Linked DNA regions of Mus musculus: region 2 is linked to region 1. The links are chromatin contacts, called in public HiChIP or PLAC-seq maps. All regions are on one chromosome and are shown on one strand. The core of a region is the stretch at or near the end of the contact, and the rest is flanking DNA. Distances in the headings are between cores, read along the strand shown.

The links. HiChIP or PLAC-seq counts read pairs in DNA pulled down with a chosen protein or histone mark.
Region 2: a RAD21 HiChIP or PLAC-seq map of pro-B cells shows a contact between it and region 1, with 3 times the contacts expected there. The contact joins two enhancer-like sites. A contact is called at or near these places in 2 of 15 datasets of contacts at CTCF or cohesin (large pre-B cells and pro-B cells), 4 of 484 Hi-C or Micro-C datasets (the C10 cell line, CD4 T cells, nephron progenitors and 1 more) and 4 of 115 datasets of contacts at active chromatin or transcription factors (CD8 T cells, bone marrow-derived macrophages, double positive thymocytes and 1 more).

The regions. Positions count from the first base shown.
Region 1 is chr3:9,864,036-9,867,707 of GRCm38.p6, reverse strand. No RefSeq gene overlaps it. Among named protein-coding and RNA genes, the nearest start is that of Gm33273, 19 kb to the left of the region's middle. Within about 2 kb of position 2,252, at least 79 of the 459 cell types and tissues checked have an H3K27ac peak or open chromatin away from gene starts, as enhancers often do. A contact at or near this core is called in bone marrow-derived macrophages, neutrophils and pro-B cells, where this site is marked.
Region 2 is chr3:9,945,320-9,949,155 of GRCm38.p6, reverse strand. No RefSeq gene overlaps it. Among named protein-coding and RNA genes, the nearest start is that of Gm33273, 62 kb to the right of the region's middle. Within about 2 kb of position 1,520, at least 27 of the 459 cell types and tissues checked have an H3K27ac peak or open chromatin away from gene starts, as enhancers often do. A contact at or near this core is called in bone marrow-derived macrophages, neutrophils and pro-B cells, where this site is marked.

The DNA.
Region 1 (3,672 bases), core at 1,003-3,502:
TTGGGTGTGTCTTGTAGATGGGTGTGTCTTGTAGATGTATCTATTGGGTGTGTCTTGTAGATGGGTGTGTCTTGTAGATGCATCTATTGGGCGTGCGCTCCCCAACTTTGCACTGTGGTTAGTTCTTGTTGTCTGTAGTAGTGTTCTCTGTTGCAAAGAGAAGTTTCCATGGTGAGGGAAACTTCTTATCTGTGGGTACAAAGCATAGTGCTCATAGACTATTTGAAGGATTGTGCTGGTTTAGTGAATTAGTGATAATATTCTCTTACACTAGCCATGACTTCACTAGCACCGAGTACTTAGCATGCTTTCCCTCTTGTTGTTTGGATCATAAGTCCAATTTCGATACAGGCTCTTGAAGTAGATCATGCACTGATGCTCCTGGAGGGGCCTTGATAGCTGGGAGCTCCTGTCCTGGGGAGACCTAGTTCCAGACAGCTATCCCTACCTGCATCCCACCTCTCTGATCTATGGAGAAGCATCAAGTGTTAGCTTAGTGTATGGTGAACAAGAAGGACCAAAGGGCCCAGTATTCTCTGAGGTGATGGGAAACTCCCATTTAATGAGTAGTTCAAGATGTCCAGTGTTAAGCTTGATATTTAATATAAGACACTCATTAGTCATTAATCCAAGTCACTCTACCATCCCTTGGTATCCATTGAGGTTTTTCCTTGTGTTTACACGATGCACGTACACTCATAAACTCTATATAAAATGATGATGCATTTGTACATAACTGTCAATATCTTCCCACATAATCATAATTCCCCTTTAATCATCTCTAAATATCCTTTTTATAAATTTTACTTTTGTGTTTTTATAATGTATGTGTACACACACATGAATATAGACTCCAGAAATCAACAGCAGAGGTCTTCCTTCTTACCTTTGTCCATCTTATTCTTTGAGATAGTGCCCACCATTGACCCATCTAAATGGCTGGCCACTGGGCTAAGGAACCCTTCCATCTCCTCCTCCTGGCCCTGGGGTTATGGTGCACACTGCCACTCCCAGCTTCTTACATGGTGCTAGGGATCTGAGTTCAGGTCCTCACGCTTGGGTGGCAGCCACTTGACTGACAGAGGCATCTCCTCAACCCTTTCAAGACTCTTAATACAATGGAGATGCTGTGTGAGCCCTGTGATGCTGTATTCTTCGAGGGACCATAAGAACAAAAGTCAAAAAATTGATACAGATGCAATTTTAAAAGATTTTCAATCTTGGTGCATCGAATCTGCAGATTCAGAAGAGCAGATACAGATACATTTTAGAGGTTAACTTAGCTTGAAGCCTAAAGAAGGCAAAGTTGCCGCCCAAGCTCACAGAGCTGCTAATGAGTGGCCAGTGTGTCAGCTGTCCCTTCACCTCTTGCTGAAAAGACCTATCTCAAAGCATCACCATCTTGATTCATCTGTTTCCAAGCTGATTATTTGGCATATAACTGGTGCTTAGTTTATTTTTGTGGCACTCAGTTATGGACAAATGACCATCTTCTACAATAAAAATATACATGAACATTTTACTGGGTCTACATTAAATAATTCGATAGCACTGAGTGCATCTTTAATAACAATGTGATAAGATCTGTGCTAGATTTGAAAACTGAACTCTGCACTTAACTCTTATATTTCACATGCGTGTCTTGCCTTTGATTCCATATTTGGTCAGAGTGCATACACACGCTGAGGACGATGGGAGTACCTGGCCCAGAGGCTGCCAGGCCCCACAGCCGGAAACTGGCAGCAGGTTGTGGAACCGTATCTTTGGTTTGGCGGTGAAGTGTGCTACACCCATTTCCTGGTCTGGCCTCCTCGTTCACACAGGTTTCCTGCTCTTGGCAGTTTGGGTTTCCTCCGTTGCAACAGCTCTTCCCAGTACGCACCTGGGGAGACTGAGGAGGAGATGCCACTGGCAGTGCAGCTGGGTTGAAGAGATTATTTGTTTAGGGCGACAGAAAGAAAGGTAGAGAGAGAAAAGGAAGGGGAGGTAGTGAAGCATTCACGAGCAATGCCCTAGGCTTCCTGGATGAGGTGTGTATTGTGGGGGGCACAGGACAACTCTGGACAGGATCGTGTGTGGTGTGCTTGTGTGATGCGGGACAGTGGGAATGGCCCGAGCCTTCTCACACCCAGGAAAAGCTACAGAGAACCAAGCAGATCTCGGGGTCTTTTCACGCGCTCGAGGTGCAGCTGTTCCATGTTAGCTGGCTGGCTTCTTCTTGAAAGCCTTCTCTGGTTTCCTCGTTGACGTCATCACAACCTTTGTATCCTCTTCATTGTGCCTATCATGACCAAAAGCTCAAGTGTTGGCTGAGTTCCTTATGACTTCCTCAGTCTCTCCTTCTAAAATGCATATTGTGCCCCAAATGTCTGTCACCAGGGACACTTTGCCCTTCGGAGGTTGTTAATTATCCCCTTATTCTAGGAGATCTTCACTCAGATGCCCCATGCCCTGCTTTTATTGTTTGTTTGTTTGTTTGTTTGTTTGTTTGTTTGTTTTTGAGAGAGGTCTCAGAATGTAGCCCAGACAGGCCTTGAACTCATGTTCATCCTGCCTCCAACTCCTTGGTGCTGGGATTACAGTGTACCAGCACTTACGGCTTGGGAGTCTCATTTTTATTCAAAGACAAGCCTCAAAATTGGGCTACAAATCCTCCTTTCAGTTCCTCAAAGAGCAGTTTGTTTCCTGTCTCAGAGCCTTTCATGCCACTCGCCTGGCTGAGACATCAGCCTTTTGTGACCTCCTTGCAAACTCTGCCTGGGACCCCTGATTCATCCAGATTCAGTGGCCATCCATAGAAAGGTTTGCTCCTATAACTTTCTCAAGCTGGATTTCCTCTACGTCTTTTCCATTTGCTTACCCACTCAGTTATCCTGCATCTTCCTCACACTTTTATAAGCTTCCTAGGGGTAGAGAGTTCACGAGCTTTATTTCTCATCGTGTGCTTACGGTTTAGCACAATGCCTAGAACACAGTCAAGGCTAAGTGCATTGCTGGATCAACAAATCGATCAATGATGTTCAATCACCTGCCAACACTTGGTTCCAGAAGAAATCTTACGTCTTAGTAGCTGCAGTTCATCTGCATCATCTGATTTCTACCTCTCTTAAAAATCAAAGTTCTCCTCTGCCCAAAATGTTTCCCTTAGTACACAGCCACTGTCACTTTCTCCTTCGCCAGACCATTGGTCGTTTTCATCCCCAAAGGGGCTCTGAGCACTTATGGGAGCTCAGCACAAATCAGGAGATGCATTGGCTATGGTCGCGGACCTCAAGGAGAATGAAGACCTAAAGCACACTTTTAGCCTTTGACTACAGTTCAAATGGCTCAAGGGGGAGACGAATGAGCTAATTATAGTTTCATTGGCATTTCAAAACGTGTTTCTTTCTCCTGCTATTCTTCCTATAATCTTACTAAGACACTTTAAATAGGGCCACCCTTCCAGGAGACTCACCCTGAGGACAATCTTTCCCAGCACAGCTTTGATGCTGACAAATGCTACAACTTCCCTTAACCTGTGTCTAATCTGTGCCCTGCTGATTCCTTCTATTTAAATGAACCTCCTGAAGACCACACCTTCTGGGGTTCAAATGCAAACATGCAAACAAACACCTTCGAAGCCAAAGCCTAAACACTTTCAGCCAGCTATCTTAGGAATGGGACTTACTTCCC
Region 2 (3,836 bases), core at 271-2,770, 82 kb before region 1:
GCACTCAGCAAAGTCTGAGTAGTGGTGCAATGGGGGAAATTTTAGCAATACTTCAGATGTAGAGGAACTGGGGATAAAACTTATGTAATCCCTGTAGCCCCAAACACCTAGACAACAAAAGACAAGTGTGGGGGTACAGGGCTGCTCAGAAGCAGCTATTGTGAGCATGCAAGTCCAGCGAGGCTTAAAAATATGTCAAACTTCAATATCACTTGAGAAGGGGAAGTGGCTTCTTTATGTTTTAGTAATCTTTAGGTGTTTCTTAATGACTATTATTATTATTATTATTATTATTATTATTATTATTATTATAGCATTACTTTTAGGTATCAAATCTACCAATTCAACCTACCAGGCCAGTTTAGTCTGGCCTTCTCATGATGCACTGTGGCAGGATGGTTGCAAATGCAAGGCCTGGTTCAGCTACATGTGAGGTCCTGTCTCTAAAATCATTTTTCCCTCTCAGCTTTGATGAGACCTGTGTTGTGTGAAGTCTTTGTGTCAGGCATTGTGATGATAGAGTATATGAGGGTAACACTCAATGTCTCATGACAGGCATTTCACACTCCGGGTCTGCATCAGCCTGCATCCCACCCAATCCTCACCGACAGCCTGACCATGTCAAATGCTCTAACACACAGCACAGAAAAGGACTATGCAGGATTGAAGTCTGCTTGACAGCACTGGAGAAGTGTGTACAGGAAGCCGACACCTAGCTGGATATAAAGACTGAGGTTCTGTAAGTGGGAGAAAGAAGGCGCACACTAGCATGCACATATCGAGTGTTCTGCTGGGATGGAGTCGCTCTCTATGAGGTGGGGAACAGCTTGGCTTGAGGCAAGTGTCACGGAGATCATGCATGTGTTGGCGCTGTGCATAGAGAGCCTAAATAAACTTGATTTTCATCCAAGCATTCAGTATTATAGACATCATTTATTAAAAATCATTCATATTTTCATAACTTGATTTCTCATGCCTCAGCCAAAGACGTGCATTTTGAGAATAAAAATTATAAATATAATCACATCACTGTCAGGAAATCTGCTAAGTGTTTCCCATGTGTGAAGCACAGGTGCCTCATGAGAACCATGCAATAGCTCCTTATCGTCATTATACAGTTCAGCTAGCCGACATGGAGCAATATTCTATAGCTTCTCCAAAGTCACATGTGTGAGGAGGTGAAACAAATTCCACAATGTTAAGTGCAGACTTAATTCTCACCCTGTGGGCAGGCCAAGCCAGGGAGTGCCTCAACTACTTGTAGTTAATCAACTGTGCCACTAGATGGCAGAACCAGTCCAATTTGGAGAGCGCTCTGCCTGGGTGTGGCCGTGGCACTTAGCAATGGCTAGAAATGGCTGTCACTTTCAAGTTTAGTAGATCCGAGTCTGAAATAATATCCTTCCTAAGTAATTAAATTTTGCATAGAAATGTTTTTATTTGAAGTCAAGCCTTACACACATTCAAAGTAATTGTCCATGAAAGAAAATTGAAGGGATCCATATTTGGATCGCCATTTCGCCCTTCACAGGGAGAGTTGTAATCCTAGCGAAGAAAACAAAAGATATCTCTGGTCTCTAGTGGCCACAGCACTCTCCACTCCATCTGCTCCAGTAAATCTGGGATGGTTTGCCTTGGGGCGTGTCTTCTTGGGGGTCTTGACTTTGACCACGCCTCTTATCGTGTTGGATCTGCAGATACTGTACTTATATTAGACTAAATAGGTACAAATATCTTACAGGAAGACACACAGCTGTGCAGGGCCTGATTTTGCCCTGTTGTCTTGTGATTCAGTTCTTCAAGTGAGTTAAGGTAAATCTCACCAAACTTTGCTCTAATATCACAGATCTACATCTCATTCACAGCACTGATGCCTAAAATTTCTCTGCTAGAATTATCTTCCACCTTGCTAGCTAGTTGTTCCCATCAACCTGAACAAGCTAGTGTCGTTTTGGAAGAGGGAACCTCAACTGAGAAAATGTCCCGACCAGATTAGCCTGAGGTACGTTTTCTTGATTGATGATCGATGCGAGAGAGCCCAGCTAACTATGAGTAGTGCCAGCGCTGGCCTGGCGGTCCTGGGTGCTACAAGAAAGCAGGCTGAGCAAGTCATACGGAGCAAGCCAGTAAGCAACACCACTCCACAGTTTGTGCATCAGCTCTGGTCTCCAAGTTCCTGGCCTGACTTCCCGCAACAATGGAGTGACTTCAGAAGTAAAAGATGAAATAAATCCTTTCCAACCCAATTTATTCATGGTCATGTTCTATCACAGCAATAGAAATCCAAGCCACCCATCCTACTGAATGCCACAGATACTCTACAGGACTACTTCCAGTAGCCCTGGCTAAGACATGGCTCTAACCAAATTGCTACACAGTGGGGCCTTTGTGAAAATGGAAAGTTCACGACAGGGACACAGTGGCAACATGCATCAGGCTGAGTCACGTCGAGTTCAGGTCACAACATAGCCACAGGAACCATGAGAATCCTTGGCTAAGCGTTTCTTTTCCTCAGAAAGACTGTGACTCTGCACTCTCTCCCGCCCCAGGCCAACTCCCCAGCCTTGGTTAACAGAACAACAGCAGCAAGGACAACAACAAAAAATCCCAAGCAGAAAACAAGCTATCAGTGAATACAAAGAGGAACTTGTAATTGCAAAAAATATAAAAATGTGACATGAGAAGCATTCAGAGCCTCGTTGAATAAAGAGTAGCGTTTGTCACCCATTGTCAAGGCTCTGTCTTAAGATTTTGTTGACTGTACTCTGATGTCATGCTAATGTATGTAAAAGAATAATTGTGGTTTTGCAATGTTGCATCCTTGAGTGGCACACAGTAACAATATGTGATACTTAAGTACTAAGCCATAGCGTGGACAGCAAGGACATCAAGTGTTTTCATGAAGTAGCAGAACTGTGACCTGCTATGTTAGGTGCAGCTCGTCATGAAGACGGAGACTCAGGAAGTGGATCCCACCTTCACCTCCATCATGGTGTCTGGGCTTTTCAGAATGAGCGTACCGTGTTTTCCCAGCTACTTGCTCGTGTTCAATGAACTATTCCTATGCATTCCACGCAAAAATGTTTCTCACATATAACAGCGCAGTCAGGCATGCTGTGGTTCGGAAGCTCTTACTTGACTTGAATTTTTAGTGACCCAATGTTATGATAGATAAATGTTATTTTAGATTAAAAGATAATTAAATTTTAAGTCTCCTCTTAATCCTAAGAAATTATCATTCTTATTTTAGTAGCCCATCAGTTTATATGGCTAAGTACTTAACTATGAGTGTGTGTATACACACATCATCTCCATCTTCACATGGTTGGACTTCATTGTTTTTCTTTATGGCAGTGTGAATTATGATTGTATAGACATAGTACTTCAGCTTTTGATATTTGTATTTTAGTTTCTGGGCTTGTGTTATGCATGGTGATGCCCCAACAAAGACAAACAGAACATCAAACCGTAGCTTCTGTCAGCCATGTGATCCGAAGGGGAACAGGAACCGCGGCTGTAGTTCATTTGGTAACGTGCTCACCTTATAAACATGATGACTTGAATTTGACAGCCAGACCCCAACAGCTTTTAAAAAGCCAGATGTAGAAGAAGCCAGATGTGGAAGCACAGGTTGGTAATCCCAACACAGGGCAGGGGGACAAAGACAAACAGATTCTCTAAGCTCCTTAATCTACCAGCACTAAGGAACTAACGATTTCCAAGTCAAGTGGCAGTCCCTTGTTAGAAAGCATAGGGGGATGACATTTGGAGGCATAGCACCTGGTGTTCTCTGGCTTCCGCATACATGGGCGCACATGTACACACACACACACACA